Regions from separate parts of the Mus musculus genome. Here all the other regions are linked to region 3. Evidence: chromatin contacts called from public HiChIP or PLAC-seq and promoter capture Hi-C data. All regions are on one chromosome and are shown on one strand. Each heading gives the region's core, a stretch centred on a gene start, on an enhancer-like site or on the middle of the called end of the contact. The rest is flanking DNA. Distances are from core to core; before and after follow the strand shown. Region 1 holds the start of Cnksr1 (connector enhancer of kinase suppressor of Ras 1). Region 2 has its middle 17 kb from the start of Rps6ka1. Region 3 holds the start of Crybg2 (crystallin beta-gamma domain containing 2).

Region 1 (3,351 bases), core at 343-2,842, 170 kb after region 3:
TTCTACCCATGTATTTTAGGTGATTGCTGGGCCACTCAGTCCAGAGTCAGGCAGCAAGCAGCAGCCATCACATTGCTGCCAGGCTGTCTACCATGACCTTACTTTGTGGGAGGCAATGTTTTGAGAACTTTACCCATAGTCGGGTATGGCGGTGGCGAATGCCTTTAATCCCAGCACTTGGAAAGAAGAGACAGGAGGATCCCCGAGTTCACAACCAGGGCTATACACAGAAACCCTGTCTCAACAAAACAAAACAAAACAAAACAAAACAAAACAAAACAAAACAAAACAAAACAAAACAAAACAAAACAAAACAACCACTTTACCCATCTGGCACCTTTGCTCTTCCCATTTCTAGAGGGTGGAGACCACCCATCATCGTCCCTGATACACTAATGCATACAGATGTAGCAGCTTGCTCATGCTTTGATGGAAAGCCTCCCATTTCAGGCCCAACTGCCATGGGGAATGTGTAGCCATTAGGTTCTCCTCCACCATTTCTCCTGTGCCATTACAAGGGCTGGATTGGGAATTCAGGACCCAGGGTTACTCGGACAATTTCATTCCCACGTTGAATGTGCTGGCCTGCCATCCTCCCTCCCAGAGGTCACAAACATTTGAGCAACGGAAGCTAGTCACACCACCATGGTCTCATTTTGACCGATTCATGAATAGAGAGGCCTGTGGTCACCTTCCTGGTGAGCGGTAGTAGCCACCAGTGTGGGGGAGTCAGCCTGTTGCTCTCCTGTCTGCTCACACAGAAATGCCTGAGCAGGCTCCAGCTACCCGCCCCCCCCCCACGCCCCTCTGAGAGCCTCCACACCCCGTCCTGCAGCCACACGCCCTCATTTTTCCTGAGTCTGACTGTGTTTGTGACTCTTGGTCACCTGGGGAGTGATCTTCACTCCTGAGGGTGGAGCTGTGTCACCCCTTCAGTATGACTAGGGTTTCTGTTTCTCTTACTGCCAACCTAAGGCTGAGAAAATGACACCCAGGGCCGGCCCTGTTCCAAGACTGAACAAATCACTTCCTGGCTCTGTGTATGTTTCTACTTCTGAAAAATGGGCTTAATAATAGCTCACAGGGCCCTGGGGCACTGAGAAGATGACGGAGATAAAGGGGGTGTGGGCCACTAGAGCCTCCCTGTTTTGCGTACTTATCACCGCACCTGTCTGCCGCCACCCTGGCGGGCGCTAGAACACCCCTAAAGTCTGGGAAAGACCCCTTCCTGCATCTTGGGCCCTCCAGTGTCGCCTGGCCTATCTCTGCCCTCACTGTTCCTGTATTGGGGACGCTGGTCGGCTGGTACAGGGTAGACGCTCTATAAATACCTGTTGACTCATAGACTCCGCAGGTTCTTTCTCCTTTTCCCTCCCTACTTTCTGGTCCAAGGGACACCGCACTAATCCCCTTGAGCCCACTTCGCCCCTGCCTCTCCCGATTCACCAACCTCTCAGCCAAGCTGCCACCTTCCCGGGGGTCCAGGCCTCCACGGGCTCCATCCTGAGCTCTGCCCGTAGCGTCCAGCCCCTGCAGGAATTTCCGCTCCCAGTCCGAGCCCGAGCCCGGAGGCCGCGGGGCTGGGCCAGAGCAGGCAGGGCGGGGCCGCTGCATACCTGGGCCCACGTGGCCAACCAGGTAAGGCAGTGCCACTGCCATTGGTCCACCGCCTGTCTTCCTCCTGCCCTGCCCCTCTGGCATCCTAGGGCTTTGGCAACTAGGCAGTTGGACTCCTGGGCTGGCGCCAAGGGGTGTGTGACTCAGGCAGTCCGGAACTGGCATGGGATTCAACTCAAAACTGGCCTCACCAAGGAGGGAGGATCCCTATAAGTTTGACGTTAGCCGAATCTACATAGTGAGTTCCAGGCTAGCCAGAGCTGTGCATCGAGACTTTGTCTCAAATATCCACAAAACAAAAAACAAACTGGGCTCATATCCCAGCCGAGAGGACCCTGACCTCTCAGCACCCCACCCCCACCCCCAAAAAGAGTACTTGGTGAATGGTTGGCGCAGAAGCAAAGCGCAGGACTAGCCACTATCTACCCATCCCCGGGTCCCCGTGGTATCTATCTCATTATCGCCATCTGGAGTTGTTGCACAGACAGCTGACCTACTTTCAGTGCTCATTTCAGGGCATAACAGTCCTTGCTTCACGGGACATTTGCGAGCATCTGAACAAATGGTGGCTATAAGTGGCATCATCTCAGGATTCTGAAGGCTGAGGCAGGTGGATGGCTCACCTGGACTACAGAGCAAGCCCATTCCAAAACAAAACGAAACAGCAGAAACTGAGTAAATAAAAGCTGCACCGTGGACTCTGCCCCCTTTGACAACCTGTTGAGATTTAGAGGCCCTTTCTCAAAGTAAGACTTTAATCAATTCAGTTATTACTTATTTTAGGGCACAAAGGGCTTTTATTGGTTACCATAGTAAGTGAAGAGGAAGCACCCCAGCCATTCCCAAGACATTTGCAGATGTCAGCTGCCTCCTGAAAGCGCTTTTATTCTTTTTTTTTTGTTGTTTTTTTTTTTTTGTTTTTTTTTAAAGATTTATTTATTTATTATAAGTACACTGTAGCTGTCTTCAGACACTCCAGAAGAGGGCGCCAGATCTCATTACTGATGGTTGTGAGCCACCATGTGGTTGCTGGGATTTGAACTCTGGACCTTCGGAAGAGCAGTCGGGTGCTCTTACCCACTGAGCCATCTCACCAGCCCAGCTTTTATTCTTGCTACAATTTTTGAGTTGCTTTTCATTCTTGCTATGTTGCTCAGACTGCTCTACAACTCAGGGGTTCCAGTGATTTTCCTACTTTTGTTCCCCCCCCAAAAAAAATAGAGACCACAGTTTGCATCACAGAACCAGTTAGAATGATGCCTTTGTTTGTTTGTTTGTTTTTGTTTTGTTTTGGAGACAGGGTTTCTCTGTGTAGCCCTGGCTGTCCTGGAACTCACTTTGTAGAACAGGCTGGCTTCAAACCTGCCTCTGCCTCCCGAGTGCTGGGATTAAAGGCGTGGACCACCACGCCCGGCTTAGAATGATGCTCTTAAAAGCCCAAGCAACTGGGGCTGGGGAGATGGCCAACAGTTAAGAACAGGCAGAAAGAGAACCGGGTTCAATTCCTAGGACTCACATGTTGACTCACAACTGTCTGTAGCTCCAGTTCCAGGGGATCTGATGTCCTCTTCTGCCCACCTCATAAACTGCATGAACATGGCACAACACAGGCAAACACCCATACTCCCAAATCCTTTATTTAAAAAAAAAAAAAAAAAAAAGCAAAAAAGCACAGGGGCTGGAGAGATGGCTCAGCGGTTAAGAGCACTGACTGCTCTTCTGGGTCCTAAGTTT
Region 2 (3,326 bases), core at 493-2,992, 160 kb before region 3:
GCCCAGATCTGGTCCTGTTGAAGCTGCTCTTACCCACTGAGCCATTTCTCCAGCCTCCGGCCTGAACTTTAAAGCTAACACAGGAAGTTCACCTACTTTAGATCCCAGAGCTATTTTTGGAGGAGAAGGCTAGAGAATGAACTTGGTCCCTGTCTTAGCTTGTTAGTTAGTTCCCCCCTCCCCCCGCCTCTTCCCCCCCCCATTCCCTTTCGCTCCAACCCTGCCCGTGCTCACTCCGCCCCCTATGTTTCTCATTTAAGGATGGTTGTGAGCCACCATGTGGTTGCTGGGATTTGAACTCATGATCTCTGGAAGAACAGTCAGTGCTCTTAACCCCTGAGCCAGCTCACCAGCCCTCTTGTTAGTTTTTCTTTTTGTTGTTTTGAGAAAGGAGAGGGGAGTCTCACTCTGTAGACTTGGCTAGCCTGAAACTTGCTCTGTAGACTCTGCTGCCCTTGAACTTAAGAGATCTGCCTGCCTCTGTCCCCTTGAGTGCCAGGATTAAAGCCCTGTGTCATAACACCTGGCCCCAGACGCATACTTTGTTCTTGCTTTGGCTACAGGTGTTGTTAACTAGTATTTACTAGTTTTTAAATTAAAGCTTTCTAGCCTCTCTCAGAAGTCGGCCACCCGGGTCCTTGTCCTGCCTAGTCCCCTCCCTTAGATGACTGTGTCACAGGTGCTCCATGCCGTCCCTGACCTCCTCACTCACTCATGCTCTGGTGGGTGTCTAGCTTCGTGCTTTCACGTAGGCCATCTTACAAACGGAAGACTCTTAAATCCCAGAGAGGAAGAAGCTTACAATGTACACAGTGGGTTTGTGACAAAGCTGGCACCAAGCCAGGCTTCCCATGGCCCCTCGGTGACATAGACAATTGCCAGTGCCCTCAGATGTGAAGGGAACTCAAAAAGGGACTTTCCCAGCTCAGAACAAGCTAACTTTGTTTCCTGAACATATCCAATGGCAGTACCATGGTGGGGACCTCCTCACCCACTGGCCATACCACCCCCTCCCCACCCCGACACCTCTGCCCTCCACTTGGGCATGGTGCAGAGCTGTAGGGTGACCTTCCCAGAACCTCACGGGAAGTTCAGGGTGAATCTGTCTAACTTCTGCCCCAGCTCTTGACCGAAGACCAGAGGAATCTACCCCCAGCTCACCACCTGCGTTAGCCCCATTTCTTGGAACCCATGAACCTGCCCGTGAGCTGCCCCCAAATAAACCTGCCTTTTTACTCTCTATTTGGCTTGAATTAGCTTATCTCGTTGGTGGAGAAAAACCTATTAACTGTCTCAAAGCAAAAACAAACAAACAAACAAACAAACAAACAAAAATGGCCACGAAGAAGGAAGCATTTCCTGTCTTGTATAAACTGTATTTCATGAGAATAAAATACTTAGGACAAGTTCATTTTTATGGAAGAATTATCCAGGTAATGAGTGCAACGTGAGTAAGAAAAATCACCATTTGGCAATGCCTAACAACATAATGACTCATTAGTGGACGGCAAAGCCAATAGGGGAAAGGCCGACGGAGACTTCTATAAGGAAGAGATCAATAAGGCCTCAGATTAGTCAGCTAATAGAATATGTCAGCTAAAACATTACGCACTTCAGATTTGCTGTAATATTGGGTGTACCGAGCTGGAGATTCAGTTCAGATGTCACAGTGCTGCTTAGCACGCAGGAGGCCCTGGCTTCTATCCCTGGTACTGAATCAAATGGGAATGGTGGTGTTCACCTACAACCCCAGCCCTCAGCAGGTGGAGGCGAGAGGATCGGAATACAAGGTCATCCTCTCCTCTAAGGGGAGTCTGAGGCCAGGCTAGAATCCATCCAGCCTGTCTGGAAAACAAATGACAAACAGCACTTGAAGTGCAGATGACGGTGGCCGATGAAGTACTGTTGCCAAACACATTAAACCCCTCTAACCAAGTCTCTGGAAATGACTTTTCGTTTACTGGAAATCTAAGGCACAAGAGCAAGTTTAACTACACTTCTAGGAAACAACAAATTTTCTACAGTATGGCAACTCTGATGGGACAAATCCTCGGTGTTTCCACAAGTAAAGAGCACTGGGAACAAATAAAAAGTGAGATGGCTCAGCTGGTAGAGCAAGCTCGGGGAGCTGAGTTAGATTGATTGTTGGAGCTCTCGTGTAAAAGTGGGTGGGGAGGGCTGGGGAGAGGGCTCAGTGGTTAAGAGCACTTGGCTATGTGAGACCCTGAAATATTGCTAGCACTAATGATACTTTTTAAAATAAAAGAGGAGACAAGTAGGAGGTTGGGAAAATCTTTTGATTTTTCTTTTTGCAGACCTGTAGAGATTTTAGTCCCAAAAGGGGAAAAAATTTTGCAAAAATGTTCATACTTATTGAAGGTGAGAGGCAAATGATTAAGTTTTCTTTAATGTGATGGGATGTTGACATTTTTCTCTCCCAGCACGGGGTACTGAGCTGAGGGCCTCAAGCACTCTAGATTAGTTACATCTTATTCCCATGGCCGAGGAACTAGCAAAAAGCAATTTAATGGCGAGCGAGCGTCTGCTGGCTCATGGTTCACAAGATGCTGATTGAAGGGTACAGCCAGCCGGAAGAGCTCTGGGCAGCTAGCTGGTTGCACAGTGTCTGCAGTGAGGAAGTGGTGGACAGAGGAGGAAGGAGGGAGGAAGGAGGAGAGGGACGTGGGGGTAGAGATGTGGGGGGTTTCTGGTGGTGGGGGGAGTGGTGTGGGGAGGTGGGGTTTGTGGGTGGAATGGGTAGGGGATGGGGTGGGGGAATAGGTGGCATAGCAAGTGACAATGGGGGTGACATAGGTGGGGGGATGGGGAGTGGTGGGGAGAGATGATGCTGGTAGCATTTTATCTTCTCTTTTCCTTTGTGTCACTACATCAAAGAGGGTCTTCCCTCCTAAGTGAAAGGTCTCTGGAAATGCCCGCATAAACACACCCATGGGTGGGTCTCCTAGGAGATTCTAAAGCCAGTCAAATTGACAGTGAAGACCTGTGACAGCAGAGGAGCACACTGCCCTCTGAGCTGGACAGCCTCTTCTTAGTTTAAGACAGGGTTCTACTGAGATGCCAAGGCTGACCTCCGAACTCATTCTGTGCCCAGGCTGGACTTGGGTTTGCAACCCTCTTGTCTCAACACCTGAGGTGCTGGGATTACAGGCTGAGGACACCAGACATTTTCTACAGGAAAAAAGGTTTTTAAAACTAAATGTAGGCCGGGCAGTGGTGGCGCACACCTTTAATCCCACCACTTGGGAGGCAGAGGCAGGCGGATTTCTGAGTTCGAGGCCAGCCTGGTCTACAGAGTGAGTTCCAGG
Region 3 (3,246 bases), core at 593-3,092:
GCCATTGGCAATGGTAATTATCCCACCAGGCTCTGCGGGCAGCCACGAAAAGAGGCGCCGAGACTCCCAAGCTTAGAAGAGTTTTATTTGTGTTGAAGTGAGTCCCCTAAAGCATCTTGGTAGGCTCGGAGCGGGGAGGCATGGCTTCTTCATAACTCAGTAAGGAGGAATGAAATTGAGGCCTCTCTAGGCGAGTCCTAGGCCACCAGAGGGGCCTCTGAGAAGCTGCTGCTGATGGCAGAGGCGCCAGTCATCTGTGCTTTGTTTTTCAAGTGTAAGTGTAGTCTTCTTTAATCCACAGACTAGGAGCTAACCTTCCCATCAACCCCAGCTAACGAGAGCAGGAGACTGAGGCTCCGCAAGAGTAAGTCACTTGCCCAAAGCCAACCAGCCAGTCAGAATTCAAACCCAGGTCTGTCTACACCCTAGCCACCTCCCCAAACCCCCTAAGGCTGCACACCTTGCAAAGAGGTCTCTTTGGCCCTGTGCAGAGCACAGGGTAACTTGTGGTTGCTGTGTGGAACATACTATGGATCTAAAAGCACCCTTAACAAAGCCAAAGCAAGGAGGTCCAGGTAGGGGTTGGTGTGCCAGTTCTGTGCCTAGGGAGGAGGACACGGGTGATCCAAACTGGCCCTGAGAGCTGCCAGGGTACCCCAGCATAGGAAGGCAGTCTGTACAAGGACGAGGGGGTGGAAAGTGAGCTGGTTTTAGAAGCAGATGGGAAACAGGCAGGAGGGTGAGGTGGGGGACATGGGGTTCTGGTTGATTGGGGTCTAGGTGAATACAGCCTGGAGTTGGAATGTAGGAGGTCCCTAGAGAGGAAGGAGGTGACTCTCAGGGACACTGTCCTTCTGGACCCACTCTCTGCTGGAGGGTTCTTTAAGCAGGTTTGACTAATGTGGGGAAAAGGGCAGAGTACAGCCGGGTAGCACGCGGGAATGTGTGAGCTCTGCGTGCACCAAGTACAGGTTCCTATTCAAGGGCAGATGGATTGCAAAGCAGAGAGAGCTTGTTTGTTGGCTGTGAGCTGAATGGGTGTGTTCCGGAGATACGTGCATACATGTGCTGTGGTGCCTGTGTGTTCTGTAGTGGAGCGTGTGGCTTGCACGCCTACAGAGCCCCTGTGTGTTTGTGTCTCTTGGTGTGTGACCATGTGTGTGTGTTGCTGTGTGTTCCTGGCTGCGTTTGTCTAGGCGGGTATCTCTGTATTTCTGTGCTGTGTGATGTGGTGGGTCTTCGACTCTGTGAATGCCTGTCTGATGCGCCATGTGTTTGGCAGCATGTGGGCCTGTGGACTGGTTTGGCCTAGTTTGGGGGTGACTCACAGGTAAGCGGGGAGAATCCCAGGACTTGTTGGGTTAGCTGAGATTTTTTTCCCACGCTCCCCCCACACCCCCCTCAGCCTCTCCCTTCCCATACCCACACACCTTGCTTAGAGGTCACAGGTCACCTTGCTAGCAAATCCACTTGTAGACGTGGAGAAGAGAGGGCTCTTGGAACAGGCCCTTGTGTTTGCAGGGGTGGTAGCTAGGTTACTGGGGTGTGTCTCCAGACAAAGGCAAAAGTGGGGAGCTATAGGCAGGCACATTCCAACACACATGAAAAACATCTTAGCCATCTTGACTGTCTAGGGATGGGACATGTGAACTGTCAGGAGGTGACCTCCCTGTCCCTAGAAGTATTCAAGCAGAAGCTATGACCACATGCTTAAGGAATGAATGGCCATCAGGGGGTGTTGTCCCTGGGTTGGGCTGGGCCTAGAATGGCATGGAGCTGATTGCTGGGACGTCATCAATACAACCCTGTGCGGACTGCCTTCCTTCAGTTTCCCCCAAGCTGTTTCCCTGTGGCCTTGCTGAAGCCCATGGGACCTTCCAAACATCTGACTCCTGGGATATCAGCTTCTTAAGAAAGCTAGCCTTGGGTGAGTCTGGCCAGGACTTGGCACTTGGCCCCAAATAATTAGCACTGAATGAATGAATGAGTGAACAAATCGGTTAGAGCTCAAGCTTTGTCGCTTGCCGCCAATGACGAGCGATCTGGGGGGATGAAGACAGGGGACTCTGTGAGGAGGAGGCTACTTATGTGGTGCTGAGTAAGGGACAAAGTGGGGGATCCCAGGGGAGAGAACACAGCTTCAGTGAGGGTGGCAGGGTCGGGCTGTTGTAAGGAGCTGAGTTTGAGCCTAGGGTGTCCATGTGTGTCTGCTCTCAACTGACCCTGGCTAAGGAAGTCTTGGGGGTCATCCAGGACTCCCCATCCTTATTCACAGGCTGTCAGAGGCCCCACAAACTCTATCCCAGACACTGGTAACAACCAGCAGTGGTCCTGGAGTTGAGTCAGACATCTGTGGGCCTCAGGCCCTTTCATCTATGCCCCCTTATAAAACCTGAGTCACTGCTGGGCCACAGGGCAGGTCAAAGTTCTGTTTCTTCCAGTTTCTTAGGAAGGAGGGAGGTAGGGAGTGGGGAGAGAATTAGGGCAGTGGGCCTATGTCTCACTCTGGGTATAGCTGTTGGGGGCTAGGTGAGCAGGGTCTTTGGGGTCCCTAGGTCTGAAAACAGCCTTGCTATGTCATACTTGGAGATATAAGCAAGGATTGCTCCTTAAGGTCTGAAGTGAACCCCAGGGCTGAGAGGTCCCCCAGTTGGTAGAGGGTTTGCCTAGCACCTCTGAAGCCCTAGGTTACATTCCAGAGCTGGGAAAAGGAAGGGTTGGGCATGCCTATCATCTGACCATTCAGAGGAAGTAGAGGCTAGAGAATCAGAGTTCAAGGTCACGGCTAGGGAGTGGACAAAGGTTGTCTGCAGTCAAACCTGACTACTCAGTCTTCTCAACCCACATGGTGGAAGGGGACAACCCACAAGCTGTCCTCACGTGCATCGTGGGACACACACACACACACACGAGTATCCACATACATGTGCACACACATGCACACATGCAGGAATGTGCACACACATACAGGCACACACACTCACCAAATGTAACTTAAGAAAAAAAAACAAGTTCAAGACCCTCTTTGGGAACAGAGAGTTCAAAGCCGCACTGGTCCACATGAGGCCCTGTCTCAAACAAATGAGCAAACCCTGGGGGGAACCCCAGTCAGCCATGCTAGTATATGCATATAATCCCAGCCCTCTGCTTGGGAAGGTGAGAACGAAGACTTGTTTTGAGTTGGAGCCCACAGTGGGCTACATAAATGCTATCAGGCCAGCCAGAGTTACATAGCAAAATGCTATC

Evidence for each region. HiChIP or PLAC-seq counts read pairs in DNA pulled down with a chosen protein or histone mark. Capture Hi-C pulls out chosen DNA fragments and counts their contacts.
Region 1: a promoter capture Hi-C map of liver shows a contact between it and region 3. The contact joins the promoter of Cnksr1 here to the promoter of Crybg2 in region 3. A contact is called at or near these places in 10 of 39 promoter capture datasets (the 3T3-L1 cell line, the C10 cell line, cranial neural crest and 6 more), 4 of 484 Hi-C or Micro-C datasets (bone marrow-derived macrophages, embryonic stem cells, epidermal suprabasal cells and 1 more), 2 of 115 datasets of contacts at active chromatin or transcription factors (bone marrow-derived macrophages and pancreatic cancer cells) and 5 of 9 other capture datasets (adipose tissue, embryonic stem cells, liver and 2 more).
Region 2: a contact with region 3 is called in an HNF4G HiChIP or PLAC-seq map of pancreatic cancer cells. The contact joins the enhancer-like site here to the promoter of Crybg2 in region 3. A contact is called at or near these places in 1 of 484 Hi-C or Micro-C datasets (embryonic stem cells), 5 of 115 datasets of contacts at active chromatin or transcription factors (embryonic stem cells, pancreatic cancer cells and trophoblast stem cells) and 3 of 9 other capture datasets (adipose tissue, liver and pancreatic islet).

What each region holds. Positions count from the first base shown.
Region 1 is chr4:134,236,807-134,240,157 of GRCm38.p6, forward strand. Cnksr1 (connector enhancer of kinase suppressor of Ras 1) reads right to left here and starts at 1,593. Exons shown (of 21, transcript NM_001081047.1): 1 at 1,451-1,593. The coding sequence starts at 1,502.
Region 2 is chr4:133,902,764-133,906,089 of GRCm38.p6, forward strand. No RefSeq gene overlaps it. Among named protein-coding and RNA genes, the nearest start is that of Rps6ka1, 17 kb to the left of the region's middle. Within about 2 kb of position 1,743, at least 34 of the 459 cell types and tissues checked have an H3K27ac peak or open chromatin away from gene starts, as enhancers often do. A contact at or near this core is called in pancreatic cancer cells, where this site is marked.
Region 3 is chr4:134,066,610-134,069,855 of GRCm38.p6, forward strand. Crybg2 (crystallin beta-gamma domain containing 2) reads left to right here and starts at 1,843. Exons shown (of 20, transcript NM_001162970.1): 1 at 1,843-1,927.